Linked DNA regions of Mus musculus: region 1 is linked to region 2. Evidence: chromatin contacts called from public HiChIP or PLAC-seq data. All regions are on one chromosome and are shown on one strand. Each heading gives the region's core, a stretch centred on a gene start, on an enhancer-like site or on the middle of the called end of the contact. The rest is flanking DNA. Distances are from core to core; before and after follow the strand shown. Region 1 holds the start of Cnot4 (CCR4-NOT transcription complex, subunit 4). Region 2 holds the start of 1700065J11Rik (RIKEN cDNA 1700065J11 gene).

Region 1 (6,174 bases), core at 1,836-4,335, 200 kb before region 2:
TTATATCTCTCATCCTAATCAAATTAAAGGTTTGTAGATGCAAGTTTCAAAAAAATTATATGGTAAACCAACTTTAAATAACTCATGTTTAAAAACCTTATACAAACAATCTATTCATTTGAAGACTTTGGCTATTCAATTTGCAGAAAGAACTACAAAGTATCAAAGAAAATCATTAAGTATGACGCCTCCATGTTAAATGTTACAAATGAAGACTACACAAAAATATTTATAAACTTCAGCTTACTTCCTCCTGTCAATGTGTTAAAGAACATTTTTACATCTTCTCTATGCTAGAAGCAAGAATTTGATGACCCCAGAGGAAGAAGAGAAATTATTTACGATATTTAGTGAGCCAAATAGCTTTACAAAAGAAAAGATGCATTAAAAAAAAATCACTCATCCCCTTCTATCAGACATTCTCCTTAGAACATACTGCTTACAATTCAGCCAAGTATGACTGCCAAGAGTATCTAGACAAGATTGTTCAAAGTGGCAAGCTTTTCCACCAGTATCTACTTTTTACTTGGAGTTAAAGACAAGTTATTGGTAAACTAAACGAAAAGTATTATTTTCTTTTTAACTTCAAGGTATAACTAAAAACAATGGATGCTTATATAAAATGCTTCCAATTTTTTAGAAGAATAGGGATTTATTCCATTTTGCCAAATTGGGGCTTAAGTGGCTGAAATAAAGAGCTTTGACCATGAGTGACAAGATGAAGAGTCAGGTGACTGTCTTCAAGTTCAAGGCTAGCCTGATCTACATTGCTGGTCAGTCAGAGCTACATAAAGACCCTGTCTTAAAAAAAAAAAGGAAAGAGAGAAAGAACAAAAGAAAGAACGAACGAAAGAAAGACAGACAGACAGACAGCCGAGGGGGAGGAGGAGGAGGAAGAGGAGGAAGGAGAGGAAGCTTTATGAGCAGCTTTTCTAACCTTAGTTTACATTTTTAAAAACTTTTCACAGCAACTTAATATAACATCAAATATAAGAATAGTCAAGCTTTATAGGTGAAATATGTAAGATTTACAATAACAGTAATGTGTGAAAGTAACTAGAAGAACTGCGTTTGTATTTACACTTAAGTTGTTACTATTTCCCCCCAATAAGCGACATACTTCATTATGAGACTGTTATTGTGACTTTAAATATTTTTATATATATATTAAGAACACAATGTCTTATGTTCAAACTTGACATGTGTTTATCTGACCTATATAATCTTATTTGCTGTTCTGGTAATTCTTTATGTCACTGTGGTGTATTATAGCAAATACTCTAACTCCTGATTACACAAACTAGTGCATTTCAATTCTGCTTTCACTCTACTGTAGAGACCATAAGCCACCCCTTGCTCTTCAGTTTCTAGCTCTTACTTACTACAGGTAATAACAGCTAAGTGCCATTGAAGCATGCGTATGCTCAGCTTTGTGACTTCTTTTCTCAGCCCCCATAGTTTCTATGGGAAAAAAAGGAATTTAAGTTTACCCCAAAATATCAACTTCTCTTCATACATACCCAATGTGTTTTTCCATACAACTTATTCTGATAACTCCTATCCTAGAAATGTCAAAAGAGGGAATTTCCCAGATCAAAAGAGAGGGGGGAAAAGTCAAATTTGCACCCATCACAAATAAATGTTATCAATTAACATAAACATCAATATAACGGAGCCAATAATTGATACAAAAGGAATCTGTAACCCACATACAATCAAAATACCATCTGTATTTATTTGCATGTGGTGTTCGGGGATGAAGTGTGTGTGTGCGCGCTAGATTCACCTGGTTTTGAAATTCTAAGCTGATCTTTATGGGTATAATCAGAGACAACATCAAGTGTCCTGAGGAATGGCAATTCAGGAGAATGCTGAGTAGCACGGAGAAGGTCGAAAATGAAAAGAGGGGTAAAAAAGGATAGCAAATGAGCAACAAAAAGATCAAAAAAGCAAAACATTCCTTTCCCGAGTAGCCCGAAGAAAGCTCTTTTCTCTTAACGTTAATAGTCTCCCACTCACTTCATTCACTTCCTAACTTCCTTTACTTTTCAAGGAACAACACGGGGCATCATCTCCCCTATCCTGGAGTGTGTGCTCAAAGAGTCTGCATTGGAAAGAGGGAAGGAACCGACAATTCTCAAGTAGGTTAAGAAACAGGTGGGTTATACGGAGCAACGGAGCAGCAACATGATTTAGATACTCACGAGGTGGCTTTAAGATGACAGATGCGGTTAAAGGAGACTTGCACATCGGAATCAACTCGGGTCTGGCAGACAGACTGGGGGCTGACTGCAAGCACCAGAGGGGAGCAGAGGCTAGATCCAGAGCAGCCTTTCTGGAAGGGATGGGGCAAAAAGGGGCAAAAAAGCCCACCAAGCAGGACGGGTGGGCAGTGAGCAGCAGCACCCGTCAGAGTGGAAATGATGGCTCTGGCTTGGGAGACCGGGGCCAGTAGGAAAGGACGTCAGAGGGGAAAGGAGGCTGGGGAAACAGGAGGACCAAGACCTAAGGATACTGTTGCCAGAAAAATGCGGGGAAAACTGGTGATGAGAAGCCCTCTTGGGTTCTCAATTGAAGAAATTCTCCAAGGAGAGCCGGCGCTCGCTGCCGCGCTGCCTCCAACCCGGCTGCCTTTTCCTGGTGATAACTGCTGTGGCGTAGAGGGGAGAGGGAGGAAGAAGAGGAGGAGGAGGCAGCCAGAGGAGGAGGAGGAGGGTGAAGACGAGGCGGGCGGGGGTGGGGGGGTGGGGAGAAAGGGGGGTGCGGCCTGCACAGTCCCAGCGAAGCCTCCGCTCTCTCGTAGCCGGTCAGCGCCGGGTTTCCCCTAAGCCCAGCCCCGCAGACACTCACCCGCCTGCCTTGCCTCGCTTTTCTCTTAGCCGACTCCACGCGTTGCCGAGTCCTCACAGGAGACCAATGAACGAGAGTCGGCGAAAAAACTCTTCAGAACCGGGCCTGACTGCTTCAGTGAGTCCGACCTTTACGGCTGAGAGAGAGACTCTCAGCTTTCGGTGGGTTCCACGGCTAGACGGGCCACCATCTTACATTAGGGTAAGACTCCTCCGGCCTCCGCTGCGCAGGCGCATGCCGATCCGGCTGGGCGGGGCGGGGGAGGGGCGGGACAAGCGGCAGGCGGGCGAGTGGGAGGTTGCGGCGGACTGGTCCACTGCACCCTGGGAGTTGTAGTCCTCCGATAGTAACCGCCCCGGGGCAGGCCGGGAATTGAAGTCATCACTAGAGAAGGCGCTCGGGAACTCGTTCCTCACGTGGCTACTGGAGCGCCGGCTTTCTTCTTGTTTTGCTTCCTCTTCTGCCCGCGTGTGTGGCTACTGTGTCATGTGGTCGGCGGTTTTCACTAATGTTAGCTGAAATGTAGGAAACCAAAATTCTACGAAACTTAACTGATTCGGAGGAAGCTAGGACGTGTCTTTTTCTGCCCCGCCCGCCATAGATAGGTATCTGACGGGGGCGGTATGGTGGTAGAATCAGGTTGAGCATTGCAAGAGCGCGGGATTTGATCTAGAGTGGGGAGTTGATACTTTTGGAAAAGTGAGCGTTAATTCGTTTCCCGGTCTTTGCACGTCCTTTACCACCAGTACAGCTGAGCTCATCCTCCTTACTGGAAAATCGCCAGTGAAGAAATACCTGAATTGCCATGTGCACATTTCTCAAGAGAACGCGGGCAGTCAGAGTAGCATGAGTTGCTGATGATGTGAAAGCATGTGGACTTACCTGCAAACTGTTGCTGGCTGCACAGAACTCTTCCAGCCTGCACAGAAGTGTGCGTCAGGTTCGCAAACTGCACAAGTAAACACGTCTCAAAGGACATAATACAACCGCAGCCGGTTCGAGCACCGAGAAATTCTAAATAACAAAATCAATTTACTGAACTTCCCGGGTTGCCTCCCAGAACTCTGGTGTAAGTGGCGCTCCTGGAGCGGTCGATTCTGTTTATTGCCTATATTCTTCATCTATTCATATAAGTGCTGAGCTCCTTGGTACCCAGTTCAGTGCCATATGCTGGGAGCATACAACAGAGACCAAAAACACAAATCTGTCCCCATTCTAGGGTGTGTGCATGTAGTGGGGTTTGGAGAAGTGAAAGGAACCAAGTTTTCAAATCCAGGATTAAAATACGTAGGATGGGACTGTGGATGTCACACAGTGGTAGGGCGCTAGTCTGGCACACTTGAGGCCTGAAAGCAAAAGGTTTAAGGGGAGGATTTAAAACAGAAAAGGGAAATGTAAGGAAAGAAATTGAAGTTTTAAAGTCTCAGTCTCGCTGGACGTGGTGACACAAGCCAGGACTCTGAAAGCAGAGGCAGGTGTATCTCTTTGAGTTCAAGGCCAGCTTGGTCTACAAACCATGTCTAGAGGCAGAAAAAAAAAAAAAAAAACCACAAAAAAGGCAACCAGACCAGTTTCTTTGGTGTAAGAGAGAGGAAATGTTGGGGGGCAGGGGGAGGGGCATAAAAATGACTCAACTTATTTTACACAGGAATGAAATTGCTAAAAATTATATATGTGTGTGTGTATGTGTATACATATATATACACATACATATATATGGGTGTGTATGTGTGTGTGTGTATATATATATATATATATATATATATATATATATATATATATATATCACATTTGGGCATAGTGGTATGAGACCTTGTCTCAAAGTAAAAAAGTTAGGTGCTGGAGAGACAGTTCAGTGGCGAGAGTACAATTCCCAGCCACCACATGGTGGCTCACAACCTTTTGTAATGGGATATCTTCTGGTGTGTCTGAACAGAGCTACGGTGCACTCACATATATAAAATAAGTAAATACATTTTTTTTAAGTAAAAAAAGTTAAAGCCTGGAACGTAACTAAATGATAAAGTCCCTCCTGGCACAAAACCCTGAATTCAATCTTCAAAGGTTAAAAAAAAAAGTTACAGAGTAATATACAGTAAAATTATCTATATTTCCATAAACATGATTGCTCTAAAAATATAATAAAATGGTTATTTGCTAGCACTTGGAACAAAATCTTCATGTATGTGAAAGTTATGAATACTAACTGATTGAAAGAAGTGTGTTTTGGTCTCTCTCCGGTAGGCAACACGCATCTACCCTTAGTTACACCACTAGATTATTTCTTAATGTGCTCCTCATTTGTTAGAACTAAAAACACCAACAGCTTCGTGTTCATGTGTAAAGCAAGTTAGACTTTGGATAATTAGATGTAAGTTGTATTCAGATAACCATACACAGGTGTTTCATTTAGCAGTCATGAGAGACACAAAGTGGTTCTTCAGATAGAATTCTGAAGACTGGCTCTCCCGTTTCTGCAGGGAGGGTAGCACACTGAGCTCCTGCACTGTGAGAATCCAACACTAGGAAACAACGTCACTTTCGTTGTTGGGTTTTGGCATTTTGTTTGGGGAATTTTGTTCTGTTTTGTTTTTGAGACTGGGTTTCTCTAATGAAGCTCTGGCTATTCTGAAACTCTGTGGCTGGCCTTGAACTCAGAGATCTGCCTGCTTCTGCTTCCCAAGTGCTGGGATTAAAAGCCTGAGCCACCACTGCCACACACAATATCACTATCTGCTTATTGATGGAGACTGACTGACACAAAGGGACAACTACTAACTAATGATATTCACTACCCTTTCAGGCCTGGTCTTTTATTACATTAACAACCAATTTTTACATGTTAATATATGTGTATACATATATACTTATCAATGTAACAATTCTTTTAAGATGCAGGAATGTCTCTTTTTTATTTGTTTTTTTTTAAATTTATTTATTTGTTTACTTATGTATATGTGTATGCTGTCGATCTCTTCAGACACACCAGAAGAGGGCATCAGATTCCATTACAAATGGTTGTAAGCCACCATGCAGTTTCTGGGAATTGAACTCAGGACCTCTGGGAGAGTAGTCAGTGCTCTTAACCACTGAGCCAACTCTCCAGCCTTTATTTGGTTTTTCAAGACAGAGTTTCTCTGTACAGCCCTAGATGTCCTGGAACTCAATTTGGAGATTACAGTGGCCTCCAGCTCCACCAGCCTCTGCCTCCCACACCTAACTCAGGATTATTCATTTCTCATTTATTTCTACTTTATTATTTTTTACCTCTGTGTACCTGTGTAGTTCTGTGTGTGAGTGTGTATATGTGACTATCACTGGTGG
Region 2 (6,110 bases), core at 873-3,372:
CTGGAAGCCAGGCAAAGCTCAGGGGCAGGCTGCCTGCTCTTGTTATTCTGACAGCTACTAGCTGTGAAGTCTTAGTGTGGTTCCTCCACCCAACCTTTGCCTCCATTTCCCTCTCTGCAGAACGAGGAGACAGGTAGTTTCCTTTCTGAAGAATGCTATTAGGAATGGAATTAATATGTGTAAGAGCTGAGACCAATACCTGCTACAGACTCTGTATTCAGCGCATAGACACTATAGACACAATAAGAAACAGGCTCAGAGGGGTCAAAAAAATCTACCGAAGGTCACTCTGTTAGGAGACCTGGGGCTTCAGCCTGAGCCTATGAGATTATGCATGCAAAATGACTCCTCTAACCGGCCTCACAGCCTTCTGTTTCTAGAACCCTTAAATAGAGGGTTGGTTAATCCGTTCTCAGGGACTGGGGAGAAAACCTAGTTTGCCTGCCAATTTCTCTGATGAACATACTCCCACTAAGGCTGACCTGAAGCTACTAAGTGGTTTAGAAAGCAGCTTTCAAGTTTCTGAAATTCTAACAATGGGCTCTTGGGCATCCTGCATGGTAGGAGCTGACCCAGCACACGATTGCATCTTATGAAGTTAGTTCTCCTGGCTCTGATACTAGCCGGCTTCTGGTGTCATGCTTGCTCATAGAACTTATTTTATAAATCTAAAGGATTGTCCAAAGGACCTTGAGAGAATAGGGCTTCCTTGGATGTTTGCTGATTGGCTCTAAAGCTGGGCAACCTCAGCTCTGATTGGCTCTAAAGCTGGGCAACCTCAGCTCTGATTGGCTCTAAAGCTGGGCAACCTCAGCTCTGATTGGTCTAAAGCTGGGCAACCTCAGCTCTGATTGGCTCTAAAGCTGGGCAACCTCAGCTCTGATTGGCTCTAAAGCTGGGCAACCTCAGCTCTGATTGGCTCTAAAGCTGGGCAACCTCAGCTCTGATTGGCTCTAAAGCTGGGCAACCTCATGTTTTGCGATTTTCCTGCTGTTACTCTTCAGACTCTCTCCTTTCAACTTCCTGTTTATACCTCTTGCCTCCTGATACCCTGACCTAAATGGCAGCCAAAAGGCAAGCGGGTTTGGTGACATGGTCCACGGGAGTCAGACATGCCCAAGGGAATAGACCCATTCAGTCTGTAGGTAAAGTGTTGAATGAATGAGCAAAGGAATGTAGAAAGAAGCCACAGGTTTTGAACAGTGGGAATGCCTGTGTCAGCTTCCAGCCTTCTCTTCTGGCTTGGTACCCAGAATCGCGTCTACTGAATCCTCCCTCCCTGTCTACACAGCCAGCACCTTTGGTCTGGATTCTATTTTAAATCCATAAGTGAGGTAATTTGGTTTGACAACAGAAGCACAGATGGAGTCACAGAGTGCTGGCCTCCAAGGCAGACGACGCATCCATTCATCCCGCTAGGACTGCCATCATCAGTGACTCAGTGATACGTGTAGTCTTGTGTCAGGCCAGGCCAGGCCAGAATGTCCTCCTGCAATGTCCATGTGCGCAGAGTATTCTCTGCCAGGCGCAAGAATCCTTTGGGCAATTCAGCTTCCATGTGTCTGTGAGGCCGGAAGCTCTGCTTGCCAGAGCAGCGTGTCAGTGGAGAAAGGGTTAGGCCCGCTAATGGCGGCACTGACTGAACATGACGGACCGGATCTCTGCCAACTTTGTGGGGTTCACACAGTGCACTTTGGGATCTGTTCCTTATACTCCAAACTGTAAAGAAGAACCGAGGAGAACTCTTGCTTCCATAAAAAATGTGCAAGCTACGGTTCCTTAAAGAACTGTGACTTAGAAAGCAGAAAATATAGCTTAGAAAGCAAATGAAAGTCCCCTGTGTAGTCATGGCTCAGCTTAGATGAGCAGCTATTAAATGTGAGCAAATGTGAAACTGTCATTGTGTTCGTTCACTGAGGTGCTTGTTGTAGTAATTAGCCTACCCAGACTGATAGATTCTGTGTGTGTGTGTCCATCTGTCTGTCTGCGTGTCTGTCTGTCTGTCTTAGATCCTTAGAGGTTAGAGAAGTGGAAGGTGGGGGTTGGTATGGTACCAGAAGGAATATTCTAGAATGGAATGTTGCCTGGAGAGGGTATCTTATTTGCTCACTGGTTACATTGCATAGAAGGAGAAGACGTGGAGCCTTATGGAGGGAGTGGTTAGTATTTTCCTTATCTTCTCCCCTAGAGTCTGGCCTTGAAGGGATTTGAAGGATAGGCATGCACATTTGCTCTGGCTTAGTAAGTAGATGGTCAGCCATGTTCAGGCCCAGTGGGTAGCAGTCTGGGAACAGAAGGGAGCCCAGGGAGGAGTTGGACTCTCCTGCTCCCAGCAGGCTTGGGAGAGGGTGAGTTATGTAAGGAATTTCCTGCTTTGAATCACGATGCCAATAACCACAGCTCAGCAGGTTCGTCTCCTGGCCACTGTCCGTGATTTTCCAAAAACACCTCTGAAAACATTCACATTTGTCCTTAACAGCCCTGGACCAGTTCGTTAGCGAATCTGATTTGGGGTAAGAAACTTACAATGGATTTATTTTCATCCACAATCAAAATGGAAGGGAATCTTCCTTTTCTCCCTTTTGAATTTGGAAACTCTGGGGAGGAATTTTTCCAGTAAGAACAAGAGGTGGGCGGGGGTCGGGAGAGGTCAGAAAAACACTTGAGAGCCCTGGCAGGTATGGGCTGATGTGGGATGGCACTGTCTGGCTGTTTACACAATGTTGTGGCTTTTATGTGCTGAGGATGAGCCCAGCCTAGGGAAAGGACAGTTCCAGACCAGGACTAGCTCTGCCTGCTATTGGGCTGGGAGCCTTGAGTTCAGGGGCTTCCACCAGCTCCTTAGCATCCCAGGGAACCATTTCCTCCCAGACCTTAGTAAAGCCAGGTGGGTGGCATGCCACCTTGAATCCAGAGGTGCACTGGATGGACTGTGGTCCCCAGAAGACATGTGTGGGGTGATGTTTAGGGGAAAATAGTTTCTAAAGCAGGATACAGGGACCTGAGTGCCTTGAGCAAAAGCTCTTTAGCAGCCTCCTCGACATCTCTTTGTTCTCTATTCTTTTCTCCTGAGCCCACAAAAGAGAGATCAGTAGAGAGCAGGGACTAGCTTCCACAGGAGAGGAGTGGAGGAGGAGAAAGATCAAGGGTGAGCCCAGAGGGACTGGGGCAGAACTGGTGCCTCCAGCATCCTGTACAAGGTGTTTTGATTGCAGTCTGCCGACCTCACCTTAGGAGATATATTAGGTATTTTTTCCCCAGCTGTGACCAAATACCCAACAAGAAGCAACTTAAAGAAGGAAGGTCTTGGTTTGGTTTATTATGGCCAGGAAGGCATGATGGCAGGGGGTGTGGCTGGTCACAGGCACTGACAATCAAGAAGCAGAGAGATGAATATTGGCCTCATTAGTTGTTTTCCTTTTTAGATTTATTTATTTATATGTGTGAGTGTTTTCCTGCACTCACGCACACACACAGCACATGCCACGTTAGTGCCTGGTATCCAGGAAGGCCATCAGATCCTTTGGAACTGGAGTTGCAGATGGTTGTGAGCCAGCCTGTGCGTGCTGGGAACCAGACCTGAGCTGTCTGTAAGAACAGCAGGTGCCATTCAACCGCTGAGCCATCTCTCTAGACAACCCTTTGTTTTTATTCAGTTAGGAACCCCAGTCCATGGAATGGTTCAACTCACAGTTAGGATGAACCTTCCTATTTCAATGGATCTAATCTAGATCATCCCCTACAGACAGGCCCAGGGGCTTGTCTCCTCAGTAATTCTAAATCCTGCCAAACCAACAATGAATATGGATCACGGATCACTCCTGTAAGCGATTGGTGGGTGCCGGTGTAAGATGCTTGGTCCTACAAATGTAGTAATTCTGATTTCGGGCTGTTCAGTGCTTATGGCTTGGCAGATCCTCATAGGTTAAATGTGCATTATCATTCAAATAATTGCTTGCTTTTCTTTGCACGTCCAAGGATGCCTCCTCTGGGATGGAGTGAGATGCTATGCCGCACTTAGGTTCAGCCTGTAGCAGCAGGATTAGACAAACATACAAATCAGGATAAGAGCAAGGTAGGATGCAGTGCAGGACCCAGAAAGTGCGCCTGATGGAGGAGCTTTGGAGGAAGACCAGGTCCTTGGCTCCACTGTGGGCTTTGTTCTTCCTACATCCCTAGGAGGAGCTGATGCTGATTTTCATGGAGGCAAGAGAGTAAGTTACTTAACCCACTTTCTGGTACTACCACAGAATACCTGAAGCTGGGTAACTTATAATGAGAAGAAAAATATTTTGGTTCGGGGAGTTTAAGGGCATCTACTTGGTTTTGATAAGAGCCCCACTGTGAGCTGGTAGTGGTGCACACCTTTAATCTTTACTTGGGAGGCAGAGGCAGGAGGGTCCTTAGGAGTTCGAGGCCAGCCTGGTTTATAGAGTGGGTTCCAGGACATCAAGGCTACACAGAGAAATCCTGTCTTGAAACAAAACAAAACAAAACAAAACAAAACAAAACAAAACAACAACAACAACAAAACAGAGCTTCACTGGAGTTCTGGGAGAAATGGAAAGGCAAGGAGACACTCATGCAAGAGACGGAGGAGATGGAGAGAGGGGGAGAAAGAGAGGGGCTCTCAGGCTTGCTTTATAACAACCATTCTCTTGGTAACCAATTGAGTCTTGAGAGATTGAGAGCCCCTTTCCAGGAGAAATAGTGTTAATTCCTCCTGGGATCCTAGTCCTCTCCCAGATGCTCCTGTGTCTCAAAGCCATTCTGGGCCTGCCCCTGCGCTAGAGTGAAGTCAGAAGGGGTTTGGATGGGAAAACTATATTTAAACCAAAGCAGAAAGGTGGTTTTTTTTTTTTTTTTTTTTTTTTTTTTTAAAGCTGCTGCTGGTCGGGGGAAGATGGTCATTTCAAACCCCTCTCCCCCGTTAGGGAATAAATGCCATCTGAAGAGGTAAGAGATTGGTGTGTTTCTTATACTTGAGTGAAATCCCTGGTCTTGAGTTTTCAGGTGCAGAGGTCACATCCCTGTTTAGAGATAACCACCCTCTGGGCTGACTACAGATAAAGGCCTCTGGTGTGCGGGCCAAGCAGGCCCAGACCAGCAGCCACCTGGCACAAAGAGTGAGATTAGAGGTTTAGGGCTGAAAAGGTCATCTGGGGCGCTAACACTTCCTCCTGACTCAGTGCTTTGGAGACCTTTGGAGGAGGGCTTGATTAGCTTTTGTTTGGAGAGGAATCAATTCATGCTAAGTTAACATCAACAACAGCAGAGCCCTCCCCCAACTCTTTAGACTCAATAGCCACAAAAGCCAAAACCTGAAAACAACCCGAATAGCCTCCATAAAGGGATGGATAAATGCAAGAGGGTGCATTCATACAACATTGCAACTAGGGTGCAACATTGTCCCACACTAGAAGGAGCAAAACATTACCACAACATGTGCTGTAGCACACACAGGAAGTATATGAGACAAAAGAGTATGATTTTAACCATGCAAGGAGTAGATAGAACTAAGCTCTCACGATGGAAAGAAAAAGATATTTATCAAAAGGGTTGACTCTGAGTAAAACAGGGTGAGGGGATTTTTGGGGGTTGCCAAGGATTTGTAGTCAATATGCAGGCATAGGTACATGCACATAGAAGTCACTGAGCTGTACACTTAAGATCTGCTGCTGCACAGGTCCTGACAGATCAGCACTTAAGATCGCTTGCTCAGTTTCCAGCATCTGTACTGGGCAATGCATAGCTTCAAGTCCAGCTCCCGGGCACAAGTACAGCGCCCTCTTCTGGCCTTCTGCAGACACTGCAGTCATGTGCACATAAACACCCACAGAGACATAACGCATACATTTAATTAAAAATTAAGTCTTAAGAAAGATTTCCATATACTCCTAGTTACAAACCAAACACAACCAAACAGCCAATCCAAGCTATGTGTCCAGCTGACTTGAGAATATTTATTGTCTATGCTTCCGTGGAGCAGATCTGACATTAATGGAACCTCCTAGTCTAGCAGCTGAAGTAACTTGGGCAATGTTACTGAATGAGTCTGGAATTTAGTGTTATTTTTTTTCTCTCAGTTAAAAAGGAATAAAGATTGCTTA

Evidence for each region. HiChIP or PLAC-seq counts read pairs in DNA pulled down with a chosen protein or histone mark.
Region 1: a contact with region 2 is called in an HNF4G HiChIP or PLAC-seq map of pancreatic cancer cells. The contact joins the promoter of Cnot4 here to the promoter of 1700065J11Rik in region 2. A contact is called at or near these places in 1 of 39 promoter capture datasets (hippocampal neurons) and 1 of 115 datasets of contacts at active chromatin or transcription factors (pancreatic cancer cells).

What each region holds. Positions count from the first base shown.
Region 1 is chr6:35,130,652-35,136,825 of GRCm38.p6, forward strand. Cnot4 (CCR4-NOT transcription complex, subunit 4) reads right to left here and starts at 3,086. Exons shown (of 12, transcript NM_001164413.1): 1 at 2,851-3,086. It overlaps Gm33046 (a long non-coding RNA gene), which reads left to right and starts at 2,880. Exons shown (of 5, transcript XR_868974.2): 1 at 2,880-3,051; 2 at 3,597-3,919.
Region 2 is chr6:35,328,724-35,334,833 of GRCm38.p6, forward strand. 1700065J11Rik (RIKEN cDNA 1700065J11 gene) reads left to right here and starts at 2,123. Exons shown (of 3, transcript NR_040526.1): 1 at 2,123-2,159.